2 separate regions of the Sus scrofa genome follow, and region 1 is linked to region 2. Evidence: chromatin contacts called from public HiChIP or PLAC-seq data. All regions are on one chromosome and are shown on one strand. Each heading gives the region's core, a stretch centred on a gene start, on an enhancer-like site or on the middle of the called end of the contact. The rest is flanking DNA. Distances are from core to core; before and after follow the strand shown. Region 1 has its middle 140 kb from the start of HES1. Region 2 has its middle 160 kb from the start of OPA1.

Region 1 (7,238 bases), core at 2,422-4,921, 220 kb before region 2:
GAAAAGATTAGGGACCGTGGACTCTAATCCATGCTCCAAATGGACCAGCTCGAATATATTAGCTAACTTCATCAAAAGCCTATTCCCTAAAGCCTAGTTTCGTTTCCATGAGTTAATTTCTCTAATATTACAACCTACTTCGGGAGAAAGGAAGACTCTGGAAAGTTATACTGACTCTCAAAGCCAGGAGGCTATCCTTTGGTGCATTCCTACCGCAGCAATTATTACCCTTTGAATGCCTGCAAATCTAGCTTCAGCCTTCCCTTTGGTCTCCGTGGGGACTCATTACGTTTCTAATAGGCAAGTACGAAGACTTACAGCTCTGGCTTACCGGAAGAGTTTGTTTCGGGAATTCCACAGACAGGGCGGCTTCTGTCTTGTAAGGAAATTTACATCCCACAAAGCAGAATAGGGAAGGACTCTGGCAGATGATGGTAATAGGACTGCATCAATATTACATGTCTGTCAGGCAAAGAACCAATATGTTTTAATAGCACAGGTTATTTGTTCTCCTTTGTGAAGCTGGTTGGAGGGGAATAGTATTTCCATCTTACAGATAAGGAAAGATGGGGTCAATATTTTATTAGCCTCTTGGAACAGAGATTTTTTGGGGGGGGGGCTTTTTTTAGGGCTGCACCCTCGGCACATGGAGGTTCCCAGGCTTGGGGTCCAACTGGAGCTGTAGCCACCAGCCTACACCACAGCCACAGCAATGCAGGATCCAGGCCGTGTCTGTGAACCACACCACAGCTCACAGCAACGCAGGATTCTTAACCCCACTGATGGAGGCCAGGGATCGAAATCGCAACCTCATGGCTCCTAGTTGGGTTCGTTGAGACATGAAGGGAACTCTGGAGCAGAGATTCTTAGCAGGGTCCTTGGATGGGACTTCAAGGGTCTGTGAACCCCTGACATGATCTGCAGGGACAAGTATGAATGTGATTTGGAGAGGGGAGGAAAGAGGGAGGAGCATGAGATTTCATCAAATTCTACAAAGTTTTGGAGTTCCTTTCATGGCTCAGCAGCTAAAGAATCTGACTAGCATCCATGAGGAGGTAGGTTCGATTCCTGGCCTCGCTCAGTGAGCTAAGGATCCGGAGTTGCTGTGAGCTGTGGTGTAGTTTGCAGACATGACTCAGATCCTGTGTTGCTGTGGCTCTGGTGTAGGCCGGCGGCTACAGCTCTGATTGGACCCCAAGCCTGGGAACCTCCATATGCCGAGGGTACAGCCCTAAAAAAAAAAAAATTGTACAAAGTTCTGTGATTGCAAAAGATTCAAAACCACTATCCTAGAGCTTCTATTCTTGTAAAATAATTGGCAGATGAGCCTGATTTTAGGAAGCTTATCCCCTATTTTTTTTAAGTGAGTTTCCCCCCGCCCCCAGTTGGTGACGCCCACAAGAGCAAACAAACTAGAAAGCATGAGCAACTGTAGAGGAGTCGCATTTAGATATTTCCCTTACCTACCTCTCTTCTGGAAAATTTAAAATCTTACTTCTACCTATGATTGTCCCATGTGTGTTAGAGTCCCAGTATGACAGGGTGGAAAGAAATCTTAAAAATCATCAGGACCCATGGATGGGGAACACTGAGGCTTGAAACTGAAGCTTGATCACACTCACGTAATACATCAGTGATCGAGGGAGTGTTGATTCCTTTCTGAGAAATAGCCCCCATCTCGGTTGGGGAGCCTCTTGCCAATATTTTCAAACAAATGCCAATTCAGTATGACTCATTTTTCTTGACATTATGCAAATGAAGGAAGTGAAACTGAGTGGCCTTCTGTCCAGAGAGCAGGAAGTAAAGCCTGTTTGGGGGCCACACGGTCCCCTGGGACACGTTGTAGTGTCAGGAAGGCGTTCTGGAAGAAGCAGGCCTTTGTCCATTTTTCCTTTTCATGAGTGAGCCTCTCCTCTTGGCCACGGCTGGAGGGATGGCCACCCTAACCACCCGCCCCCCCCCCCCCCGAATCTCCTCAGGACGCTTTCTCCAGAGCTGCCCTCAGAAAGTTCTTTCCTCCCCAGTCTTACTTCCCATGGAGGGAGACACTGACTTTTCCGACTAAATGTTCTGAGCCGAACAGTCCCTCCCATGAGGAGCAGAACATTCCAAAAGAAACAGCTTAGATCTGGGGACCAGAGAGGCAGTGGGCTGATGCTGTTGGAATATGCTGGGTTTGCTCTAGAAAGACATTCAAATGTCTTTCTGCCTCACAGGCAGACTCCATTTTGGCTGAGGGGTCCTCGGACCTCCCTAACCTCCTTGAGCAAGGAGTTAAGTCTGGTGTTCAGCTCACTAAGAAGGGGTCAGTCACAGAAACTACCCCTGATGTCTTCTAAGGGGACAAAACAGTGTTTCTTCAGGGGGACCTGTGATAAGACACCTCAGAAATGTGATTCATAAGAAGGATGCTATTTTCTACAAACTAGGAAAGTTGGAGGACCTCTTAATGTATATTATTCACTCAGACAGACAGATGATGAAACCAGCAAGGGGCGGCTGCCTAGGGCCCAGAGCCAGGAGGTAGCAGAGCTGGACAAGAGACCTGGTCTTGTGACTGAGCCATGTGCTTCAGCTGCTCTGCACACCCTATCTTTCTGTCTTTGTTCATACTCAGGGAGTCTGCTGTCAAACTTCCATCTCCAAATTGTATTGTGGGTTAATGTGCACCACCCCCCACACTCAACCACCCCCGCCCCACTACACCCCCCCCCACCAACAGCCCCCACCCCCACCCCCCTGCAGCAAAATTTCAAGAACTTAAGAATGCAGATCAAAAGATCTGTGCCAACGGCATGTAAGGGACTTTTGAACACACTTTCACTGACGTGCAGGAGGCACCCTCGCTTCCTCTGCAGGCAGGACACTGCACAGACCCTAGTCCCCTGACCTCTAAATTCTTTGGGTGCCGGCCCAGCCTCGAATCCAGAGCCCCTCCTAGGACTTGGCCGAAGCCAGCTATGCATCCACACATGCGCGCGCCCAAGTCCACTTTTGTGGGAACCTGTTCTCATCACCTGCCACCAGAGACTTCAAGTCTCGCCTCTCCACTCCCGGTCCCGGCTCCAGCCCACCCGAAGTTGTGCAGGAGCCCAAGGGGATTTGTGCAAACAGGCACTGGCCCCAGTCGGAGCCAGGACCGAGGAGTTTGACCTGAGGCAAGAGGATAACCCAGGGCAACACACTTAACTCCCCGGACGAGGAGGGGTGGCCTGGTAGCCAGAAAGAAAACTCCTGTGCTTTTTTTTTTTTTTTAATTGAATCCATAAAACAAAAGGTGAGGGGGTTCTGGGGAGGGGAGGAACGCCTGATGATTTATGGCGCTGGTCTGGAGAGGAGGAGAGCCGGCAACTCTTTCCAAGTCGGCGGGCGGCGTGTGATTCATTTCCCCGGGGGCGGCGGGGCCGGCCGGGCGGGCGGGCGCAGGCAGCCTGGGGCCGCCGCACACCCCGCGCTCGTTTATTTACGGTGCTTTATCAGCGGCTGCGCGCGGCGATAAAGTTTATGAAAAGAGGCGGCGGCTCCGGCCGGCGGGCCGGCCTGTGCTCCTTTCCCACACTGATTAGGATCGGGCAGGGGTTTGGAAGCTGCAGTTAAGGATCGGGCGCCCGGAGCCGCGTCTCCCCCTTCCTGCCCCGCCCGCGCGCCCGCCGGCTGCCCGGCTGTTGCCCCGCGTGGGAGCCGAGGTCAGGGTTGCGGCCGCGGCCGTTCCTTGGCGGGGGAGGGCAGGACCGCCCCGCGGGGGAGGGAAAGGGAGCGCCCGGGGCCGCTGGCGAGGCCGAGAAAACTACTGTTGGAATGAATTTCTATTCGCACTGTCCCCGTGTCGAGATGGAAAAAGGGTGATAGGGATTTTTCTCTTCTGAAGGTGTGGCGGATTCTCATCCCGCCATTGACGTTTCTAAGCTCCTCGCCATCCATCTCTCGTCTCTCTTTGCATCTGGGCTTGACTCAATTTTTTTTTTTCCCTTTTCATGACCCTATTTTGTTCGTCCCTTGCGAAGGTAGTAATTGTACACCTCTTGCAGGACACCTCTAAGTATGAGGAGAGAGAGAAGCAGAGAGACAGGATGAGAGACTGGTTCAGAGATTAAGAGCCGTGTCCCTGACCCTCAAGATTCTCAAGGTCACAAGCACAGACCGTCCTGAAAGAGTTAGCAGGGCCGGGGGTGGGGAGGCTCGAAGTAGCAGACAATTAAAGCAGGCCACTAAGGCAGGGCTGCTTTAATGCCTTGGGGCATTACCTTGTTTAATCCTCTGGGAGGTTTTTGGAGGGAGGTCCCTGTACAATCATATTTTACAGATCGTAAAAGGAAGGTCCACAGAGGGCCAGTGACTTGCTTGAGACAACTCGGAAGTCAATGACTGAGCTGGGATTTGAACCCAGGCAGAAAGGTGCCAGAGCCTAGGTACCTGACTTCTGAGTTTCCCTGATGTTCTAGAACTGACAGGGAGCAGTGAGAGTGCAGTAGCCAGGACAGCCAGTCCTGCCTGGAAAAGACAGAGTGTCTTGTCCTGGGAAGGAGAGTGATGAGGGCTGGGGCTTGAAGAGTAGTTTTCATAAGACAGACTGGATAGCGAGAGGAAGGCACATTTAAACAGAAAGAACCTCTACAGGCAGTCCCAGGTACTCCAGGCCCAGCTCCTTTCACCTTCCGTTTTGTGTTCTTTCTCTAAGGAACGGGAGAGCAGCAGTGCAGAACCTCTATACTATGTGAAAACAAGGTCACCTTCCCAGGCCATTTCCTTGATCTGGAAAGTTCTATCTGCAGCTGCTGAAATCCTGCCAGCACTCAAGTCTTAACAGTGTCATCCCCTCCTGAAAGCTTCCTGGACTGCTCCTTATCTCACTGCCAATGACTAAAAGCAATCCTTCCTCCTCCTCTCCTCTCTCACTCTTGCTTGTACTCAGTAAAGCGCTTGGATTTGGGCTCCCTCTGTCTTTCCTACTAAAACGTGAGCTCCCAGGAGTTTCTGCTGTGGCACAGTGGAAATGAATCCCACTAGTAACCATGAGTTTGTGGGTTTGATCCCTGGCCTTGCTCAGTGGGTTAAGGATCCGGCATTGCTGTGAGCTGGGGTATAGGGCTCAGACACTGCTCGGATCCTGCGTTGCTGTGGCTGTGGTGTAAGCCAGCAGCCGTAGCTCCGACTTGACCCCTAGCCTGGGAACCTCCATATACCGCAAGTGTGGCCCTAAAAAACAACAAAAAAATTAAACTGTGAGCTCCTCGAAGGCACTGGGCTACTCCTTCCTCTTGTCACCCACTTCTGCCTCAGGCCTGGTTTAATATCCTGCACACAGTTTTTTAATAACTGCATTTGATGAATACATGGAGAGAGAAAGCTTCTGATCTTATAGGTGTCTCATTTACCCCTCGATGGATTTCATAATCAAGCAAGCTAAAAATGAAGATGGTATGTTATCCCCACCAGAGAAGATCTGGACTGACTTTGCCAAAAGAACACAAAGGCAAAGTCATCCAAGCCTGGAGTCCCTTAAAATCCCTCCAGAGGAGAAGTAGGATTAGTCCTCGGGCCCAGGCGTAGCTGGAAGTCTTGTTGCCCCAGTTATGGGGATAGGGCTGTGAGGGACAAGAGCCAGGCACTTCATTGTGTAATCCATATTGATTTCAGTGAGGCTTTCCATAGGGCCAATGGCATGGTGGTGGACATTTGATTCCAAAGGGTAAGGCATCAACTACAGGTACCTGTCAGCACCACTGCTAAGGGGGTCAGGACTGTGTCTTGTTCTTTGTTGAATTTTTGTTTGTTTAGGACTAGTTTTTAAGAATTTAACTGGAAAAGTAATACATGACTCGAACTTGAAGTGATTCAGAAGTACATAATGAAAATTCTGCCACCACCATAGACTCTTCAACTCACCATCACCTTCTCCAGGGGTTGCCATCATTAAGAGATGTTATGTACACACATATACAATAGTTTTGTATTTTTTTATGATGACTTAATGAGGCTATTATGGGCAGACTCAGGGCATTTGCAGGTGAGGGTAATGTTGTTATGGCTATTGATGCTTTGGGAGAGAAGGTTAATGTTCATTGACTTTGACAGCTGAAGAACTCATCTTACACCTTCTGAGTGATGTTGTAAGAAAAACTGTGTAGTAGCCATACCTGAATATCTCAAATACTGTATGGAAGAAGACTGATGGGAGTCTTCTTTATCCATGGGAGTGGAAGACGGATCCAAGGAGGCATGGTTGGCCACTGAGCAGGAAATGTTAGGCCATCTTAGCAACTACCAGTATGCTGTCAATCCTCAGGCATCATAAGGGGTATAACTGATGGATATCAGCAAATTATTTACAGGGTAGATTCTCATGAAAGTATCTAAAAATGCCCTATACTTTGTACTGTGCTATACACATAAGAGGGAGAGCCACAGAAGTAAATAAGGTAACTTATAATTAAATAAGGAGGACCAAAATGCACTCATATGATATTAAGATAAAGGGTGCTCTGAAGTTCCCTGGTGGCTCAACAGGTTAAGGATCCAGTGTTGTCATTGCTGTGGCTCAGGTTGCTGCCATGGTGGAGGTTTGATTCCTGGCCTGGGAATTTTGGTGTGGGGGTGGGGGGGAAGTATGCCTTTAAAAGACTGGCTGACAGAACTGGCATCATTTAATCTAGAGAAGAAAAGGACAAAAAGTGACTCAACTATTTAAGTGCCTGGTAAAGTAAGCTGAGTGCCCCAAACCTCACCACCTGAATGTGACTTCTTAGTGTGGCACTATACCCTGAGTGCCTAGAGCAAGGGACCCTCTGCACAGCCTCTCCAAGTTGTCCCAGGAGCCCCAAGACAACATGCAACTGCTGGCCATCCCTAGGCACTCCGGAGCCACAGTGCTGGGGAATGACGAAGAAGGTTCTTTGACCCACTCCCTTCCATGGGATGTTGTAGCGCCTTGGCTGCAAAGTTCTACTGTCTGCTCTCTGGTTTCCTGCAAAACTCCAACAAAATAGTCTTTTCCATTTTTCCTTATGGTTCTTCTGCTCTTGATAAAACTTAAATATGCACCAAAAGCATGTTTAGCCAGGGGATACTCAGAATAAATTCCCTCCAGTGGACGAAACTGACCTCCTGGGTCAATCCAGCCCCTCAGGCTCCTTTGTCCTAGAACATGCACCTTCCCAGGAGGCCCCTCGCTCCCTCACACATTTATCAGATGGGCTGGGACACATTGGGCTCCAGCTCAGGTGCAGGCTAGGACCTAG
Region 2 (6,954 bases), core at 2,084-4,583:
TGAGTGCACAGGATAAAGGTTCAGGATTGACTGCTGGTGTCATGGAGCAGATGAGGATGAATTTAAACATTAGTCCATAAACTGGAAAATATGGACCTTCAGGGGAAAGAAAAGGTGTAGAAGAGAGGATATAGTAAACTGACATTTGCATTTTTTTTATAAAAGGAAAGGAGTTCCTGCTGTGGCACAGTGGGTTAAGAATCCATTTGTGGGCATTCCCATGGTGGTTAACGAATCCAACTAGGAACCATGAGGTTGCAGGTTCGATCCCTGGCCTCGCTCACTGGGTTAAGGATCCAGCATTGCTGTAAGCTGTGGTGTAGGTCACAGATGCAGCTCGGATCCTTCGTTGCTGTGGCTGTGGTGTAGGCCGGCAGCTGTAGCTCCGATTAGACCCCTAGCCTGGGAACCTCCATATGCCATGGGAGCAGCCCTAGAAAAGACAAAAAAAAAAAAAAAAAAAAAGAATCCATTTGTAGCAGCTTAGGTCTCTGAGGAGGTGTGCGTCTAATCCCTGGCCTCGAACAGTGGGTTGAAGGATGTAGCTTTGTCACAGGTTCAGCATAGGTCACAGCTGTAGCTCAGGTTCAATCCCTGGCCTGGGAACTTCCATACACCATGGATGCAGCCATTACAAAAAGAGAGAGAGTGAGAGAAACAACTATGGATATACAGACACATATTTACTGGTATTATAAGCACAATGGATATATCTGGAGACATCGGTTACTAGAAGAGGGGTAACAGATGGTGGGAAGAAGGGGTAGGAGGGAGAATTTCCACTTTCTGCCTTTTGTCATTTTTAAAATTTTTTTGTTTAATTTTTATTTCTTTTTTTTTTGCTTTTTAGGGCTGCACCTGCTGCCTATGGAGGTTCCCAGGCTAGGGGTCGAATCAGAGCTACAGCTGCTGACCTGAGCCACAGCCACAACAATGCCAGATCCAAGCCGCATCTGTGACCTACACCACAGCTTATTGCAATGCCAGATCCTTAACTCACTGAGCAAGGCCAGGGATTAAACACGAATCCTCCTGGATACTAGTCAGGTTTGTTAACTGCTGAGCCATGAAGGGAACTCCCATTTTGTACTTTTGAATTTTAAACCATGGGAATGTATTATACCTATTTACAAAAAAAAAAAAAAAAAAAAAAGTCACAAGACCTAATGCTTCCTATATTCCAAGTGGCAGGGTTAGTGGCTCAGAGGCCTGGGAGGAGGCGAACAGGAAGAAGAAGGCACTGTCTCCACCATCCTGGCTGATGGTTTGACGCCCGTGGACCTCCGACTGGGCACCTCCTGCTGTCCAGTGCCCTCCTAGGGGCCAAGGCCTTGTGTGTCCAGGAGTCAAGGTTCATGTTAGCTCTTCAAGCAAACAAAACAAAACAAAAAACAAAACAAAACAAAACAAGTACATCAGTTGCTAGCTGGTTGTAATGCCCTCCAAGCCAAGTAACAAGGCTTATGTCTGGGAACGTCTCTGTAGAAGGATGCCGCTCAATCGGAGGGCTTCCCAGAAGCTGGCCAGGGTGGACTGGGGGGCATGAGCTGGGCGTGGGGTGGCAGAGGGGAGGCAGGGAGTGTTGAAGACCTGAGCATATAACCTGGGGAGGAGAGGGCTTTTGGAGCCAGGACCCTGTCTCCAGCGTGTGAAGGGAAGCCGGAGGCCAGGCAAGATGCAAGCCCATGCAGAACATGTGTCCTGAGCAGGCTACACACCTCTTACTCAGAACTGTCTTTCCTCATCCACAAGGGGACGATAACACCTATGACAGCAATATCCCCAGGCTTTTCTTTCTTTCTTTTTTTGTCTTTTTTTTCAGGGCCACACCCACGGCATATGGAGGTTCCCAGACTAGGGTTCTAATCAGAACTGTAGCCGTCAGCCTACGCCAGAGCCACAGTGATGCCAGATCTGAGCTGCACCTGAGACCTACTCCACAACTCACGGCAATGCCAGATCCTTAACCCACTGAGCGAGGCCAGGGATTGAACCCGCAACCTCATGGTTCCTAGTCGGATTTATTTCCACCACGCCACGTCGGGAACTCCTCCCCGGGCTTTTCTGGATGGCGACACAACATACGCAGGATGGCTAGCACCTTGTGGGGACTTTGCAGAGATTCCTGTGTCCCTTCTCTACCACATGAATTTCCTGTCCTGCGTCTCTCCGGTGGGTGAAAGCTGTCAGAAAATGGACTTGGGTTCCTATTAGGCAAGACTTTCCTACAGACGGAACTGTTCCAGGAGACAGCAAATCTCCATAGACAGAGTGGCCATATGGTACTTCCTAGGGAAAATCCAGGAGGCTCTGCCTTTGATGTCTCAAAACTTCCACAAGGAGGTGGGATCGGAAAGCCCTGCACCCTTCCCCACTAGCTCCTCTCTGGTCCTGTCCCTCCTCCAGCCAGCCTGGTCCCAGAAAGGCTCAATTAAGAAGGCATTTCCAGGCCTCTCTGAGGCTGGCACCACCACATTTTTTGCATTCTCTCCTCTGATGCATGTCTCTGTGTGTGTGTGTATCTCACCTACCCCAGGAGTCCTGTGACCCCACCTAAGAGGGAGTTTCTCCTTTGACCTCATTGTTCCAGCTGGTAGAATTTTCTCCAGGCTCTGGAAAGAATTGTCTTTGCTGAGCCCAGACTCTCCAGGACTTGTGAGCATGCCCTGTTCTGGACTCGTGGGGATTCGGGGATGAGTGGGACCTGGCCCCCAGCCTGGGGTAACCACCATCATATGCAAGTGACGTGTACTTGTGCAAGTTGCTCTCACCCTGGGAGAGTTGATTGATGCCCGAGGGCTGGAGCGCCAGAGGCCCAAGGAGGCAGCTAGTGATTAATTCTGACACCAGGCGCACAGGTCAGCCACAGCTTCACACAGTTGGTGAGGTTGAAACTGGGGTTCAGGGATGAGTCAGGGGATTGGGAGTGGGAGGAATGCCCAGGATTTCGAAGCTCTCGTTGGCTTCATTTTTGGTCTGTGAATCCTTTTGTTCTCTTGGGTTTTCACACCAGTGAAAGCATTTCCCTTCCAGGGTGTGACCCGTCCTGGCTTCAGACACCCCTTTGGGTGGAACCTTGCAGGAAGGACTCGTCTGGCCGCCAGAGTTGGACCAGATGCTGCCCCCCGCCCCCGGCCCCGAGAAGCCGCCCCCCCTTCCCTTTTCCTCTCTCCCCTCTAGTGCCCCGTCTGGGGAAACTTATCCAAGTTCCAAATAGTAAATTTAAGTCCTTGGCAGCCCTCCCACAGATGACTCCCAAATTATCCCATTCCAAGCCTGGGGGTGGGGAGGCCAGGAGTTCAGGCCTGAGGATGTGGCTGGTGGTCTGAGAGCTCCGTGCGCCATCTGCTGGCAGAAACCAGTAGCCAGCCTGGAGTGGGAGGCAGGGGAGAGCCTGTTGGTTGGTTGGTTTCATTTTAATTTAATTTTTATTTTATACTGGAGTAGAGATGAGTTACAATGCTGTGTTAGTTTCAGGGGTACAGCAAAATGCTTCCGTTATACATATACACATACCCATTCTTTTTTGTATTTTTTTTCCCATGGAGGTTATTACCAAATAATGAGTAGAGCTCCTTGTGCTATATAGCAGGTCCTGGTTGATGATCTATTTTATGTATAGTAGTGTGTATATGTTAATGGAAAAATCTGAATTGACCCTTCCCCTCAACGTTTCCCCTTTGGTAACCATAAATTATTTCCTGTGTGGGTGAGTCCATTTCTGTTGTCGCCTTAAAAAAATGCACAGCCTGAACGTTGAGGGTTACGTTCTATTTGGGGCAAAATTCGGGCTTAAGCCCGGGAGACAGCATCTCAGGTAGCCCTGAGAAAACTGCTCCAAGGAAGTGAGTGGGAAGCTAGGATATATAGGATAAAGGTCAAGGGGGAGGTGCCTGCAGCCGTGCACACATTTTCTAAAATTTGCTGCTGGTCTCCTGAAGGTTACCACTAGTCACACCGAACAGACATCACCATGAAGGATTTTAGTGTTTTTCCATCTAGAAAGATAGAGGAGATGCAAGAAGTGGGCTCCTAAAAATATCTAAGTATCTGAAGACCTGTTCTTCCAGTTTTCCCAGAGCACAGAGTACCTTACTCCTGAGCTCCGCTCAGGGGCTGTTGTGGGTCGGCGGCTGCAGTGGCTCGTGACTTAATCCATGTAGACTGTGATGGCAAGTGCCAAACTCCAGTTCACACTGTTTTGTAAATAACTTCATTTGTATCATTTTTTTAGATTCCACCAGCCCTGGTTGCGCATCTCTGACAGAGAAGGCAATGCACCATCTAACTGACAAAGTCAGAAAAGGGAGAAGTAAGGCGCGCGTGTGCATGTGTGCGTGCACGTGTATGTGCCACGTCGGTGCCTGTGTGGATTCCTCCACGGCCACTGCCTGCAGCCAGGCTGTGGGTAATTTGGGAGGTGTGTTGGGATGGCGTGCATGCTTCTGTTATAGTTCCCTAGGGTGAGTCTACGAGTCTGTCTCCAGAGTAAAAAGACAGTAAATAAGAAAGTAATCAGGCCCAGATGTATCCCTCCAAGGGAAGTTTCCAGATGTCCTCTCATTAATCCTCAGTCCAAACCACGGGTGACGTGTGAGACTCCGTTGATTGCCTTTTCAGTCGGGGAGAGTGAGACACACAGCACGATCGGGACCCAGAGTGAGAACACTGGGCTTTACTACAAGCACCCAATGACCTGGTGATAAAGACCTTACAAGTCATTTAGTCCATCCCTGCCGTTTCGCAGAGGAAGAGCCATGAATTCAATGGTGGAGGAGCAAGAGAGAGCGTTCCCAGGAGGTTCCCTTTAAAGTCCTTCTCACCAGGAGTTCTGAGGGAAAAATCCCCAGCCCAGCCCCCTGGGTGTGCCAGGAGGATCCCAGGCAACTGCTCCCCTGCCCCGCCCCACCTCTGCCTCACCTCTTCTCTATTTATATTCCTGAAAGAATTTCCTGACCCGTAAATCTTGAGAGATTTATTATTTCCTGTGGCAGGCATCCCCTTCCTTGGAAAAATGTGGCTTGCCAGTTGCAGATTCAGAACCACAGTGGGGTCACAGCTCCCAAACGGCAGTGGCATTTCTCCTGGAAGCCTTCCATTGTCCCCTGTGGGGCTCCCAAGGACACTACTCACTCTTCCTGGCTTCCAATTAATGCTGCGGGAACAGGTTGGAAGAGCAGCCAAAAGTCCCAGGAGGACTGAAGGGCTTGATTCCCTGGCTCACATCCCCTGGAAGAAGGCGGGGGTGGGTGTGGGGAATGGGGGGTGGGGTGGGAGGGCTGGGATCTTCCTTTTTTCTCTCCAAAACCACTGCCTCCAACTTCAGGTTCTTGTTTCTTTCTTTTTTCTTTTTTTCCTTCACTGTGAGGAGAATCTTCCTAAAACACAGCTCAGCTCCGAATCCTACAGGCAATGCCTCCTTTTTGCATATGATAAGTTTATATATTTTACAGGGTCTTCAACCCCTCCAACACGTGGCTCTCTTACCACCACGTTTCTGCACATGCGCTGAGCTCCAGCCCTGCAGGTCCCTTCCTTGTTTCAGGTCCTCCCCTCCCCAGGCTGTTCTGCAGGGGCACCAGCCTTCAACGGTCACCCCGTGCTTCCTTCAACCTCCTGCCCTTTCTTCTACCTCCAAATGTCGAAATCTTTTCTGTTTTCCAAAAAGTCTATCAAAGGTCACCTTCTCCTGAAAACCTCCAGGGAGCTCCTCCCTCCAAAGTAAACAGAATGTCCCTTGAGGCTCCCCGTATGTGTTGGGTCTGTACCGCTTCAAATTCTCACAGGCTGCTTATTCTGCAGCCCCTCGCCCACACTGGCGGCTCCCCGTCTTAGATTCGGGACACCCAGAGGGCAGGAGCGGCATCTTATTCTTCTCCATCTTTCTCCTCCCTCCCTTCCCCCATCCGGGCAGTAAGGATGCTCTCCGAGGAACTCGTAAGTGGTATTCAGACGATTCACTATTTGGACTTTTCCAACCTCTGTGCTCCTTCCCCAAAGGACACATTAGCTCCAAGGAGCAACGTACTTAGAGAAAACAGACCCCATTTTCACCTCCATCATCCTCAGAGAAGAGCATGGCCCCAAGCCCCAGTGGGTGTGCAGGCAGCAGCTGTGGGCTGGAAGCCCCAGCTCCTGGCACTTCGGCTCCAGACTCAGAATCCACTGGGAAACCTCATTTTGGAGCAGAGGACCTCCCCGGAGAAAGTAACCCGAGCTCTCAGGATTCATACCTGGAGAGTTCCAGAAGGCAGTCTCAACCTGTTGCATCCTCCGTAGGCGACCGGGGAGGGAAGGTATTTTTATAGCACTGGTCTAGAGATGCGAGTCGACAGCCAGGTTCTGGCCCCAGCTTTGCTGTAACCAGCTCTCAGACCTGAAGCAAGATCCTTGCGTGTCTGCATAACACGGGGGCTGACCTGGATCATCCTTTAATGTCTTTGCCAGACTGGCACTCAGGAGTCATAGGGATACAGCCCAGGTAAGTGGCTCTTCATTCACAAACCTTCACAGGTTTTGTCTTCAGGTTTTGAAGTGAAGTTGTTTTGAGCTGATACCAAACAGTTGGGGTCATCCCAAGTTTTCACGAAGAAGCTCCAGAATCTTTTATGAAGAGTTCATAAGCATGAACTTAGTTCCTGGCCTCTTGAGATGAGATAGTTGCCATTGTATACATGTGAAAACCGAGATGGGAAAAGAGTACATATATTCAAAGCCAAGATTTTATTTCTCCCAAATAATTTCAGAATATTTTTTTACATTCTAAGAGTGATCCACATTCATCATGAGTAAATATTGGAAACATAGGAAAGTGTAAAGAAGAAAACAAAAATCCCCTAGAATCCTACCCCTGACCCAGGGATCTCTATGAACATATTGATGTGGATCCTTCTAGACCTTTGTCGAGACACATTTACAGACATATTTTTGCAAAACTAGTATCACATGAAAATT

Evidence for each region. HiChIP or PLAC-seq counts read pairs in DNA pulled down with a chosen protein or histone mark.
Region 1: an H3K27ac HiChIP or PLAC-seq map of skeletal muscle shows a contact between it and region 2, with 5 times the contacts expected there. The contact joins two enhancer-like sites. A contact is called at or near these places in 5 of 47 Hi-C or Micro-C datasets (embryonic fibroblasts, fetal skeletal muscle and liver) and 1 of 2 datasets of contacts at active chromatin or transcription factors (skeletal muscle).

The regions. Positions count from the first base shown.
Region 1 is chr13:130,997,039-131,004,276 of Sscrofa11.1, reverse strand. No RefSeq gene overlaps it. Among named protein-coding and RNA genes, the nearest start is that of HES1, 140 kb to the left of the region's middle. Within about 2 kb of position 3,671, at least 43 of the 83 cell types and tissues checked have an H3K27ac peak or open chromatin away from gene starts, as enhancers often do. A contact at or near this core is called in skeletal muscle, where this site is marked.
Region 2 is chr13:130,780,025-130,786,978 of Sscrofa11.1, reverse strand. No RefSeq gene overlaps it. Among named protein-coding and RNA genes, the nearest start is that of OPA1, 160 kb to the right of the region's middle. Within about 2 kb of position 3,333, at least 24 of the 83 cell types and tissues checked have an H3K27ac peak or open chromatin away from gene starts, as enhancers often do. A contact at or near this core is called in skeletal muscle, where this site is marked.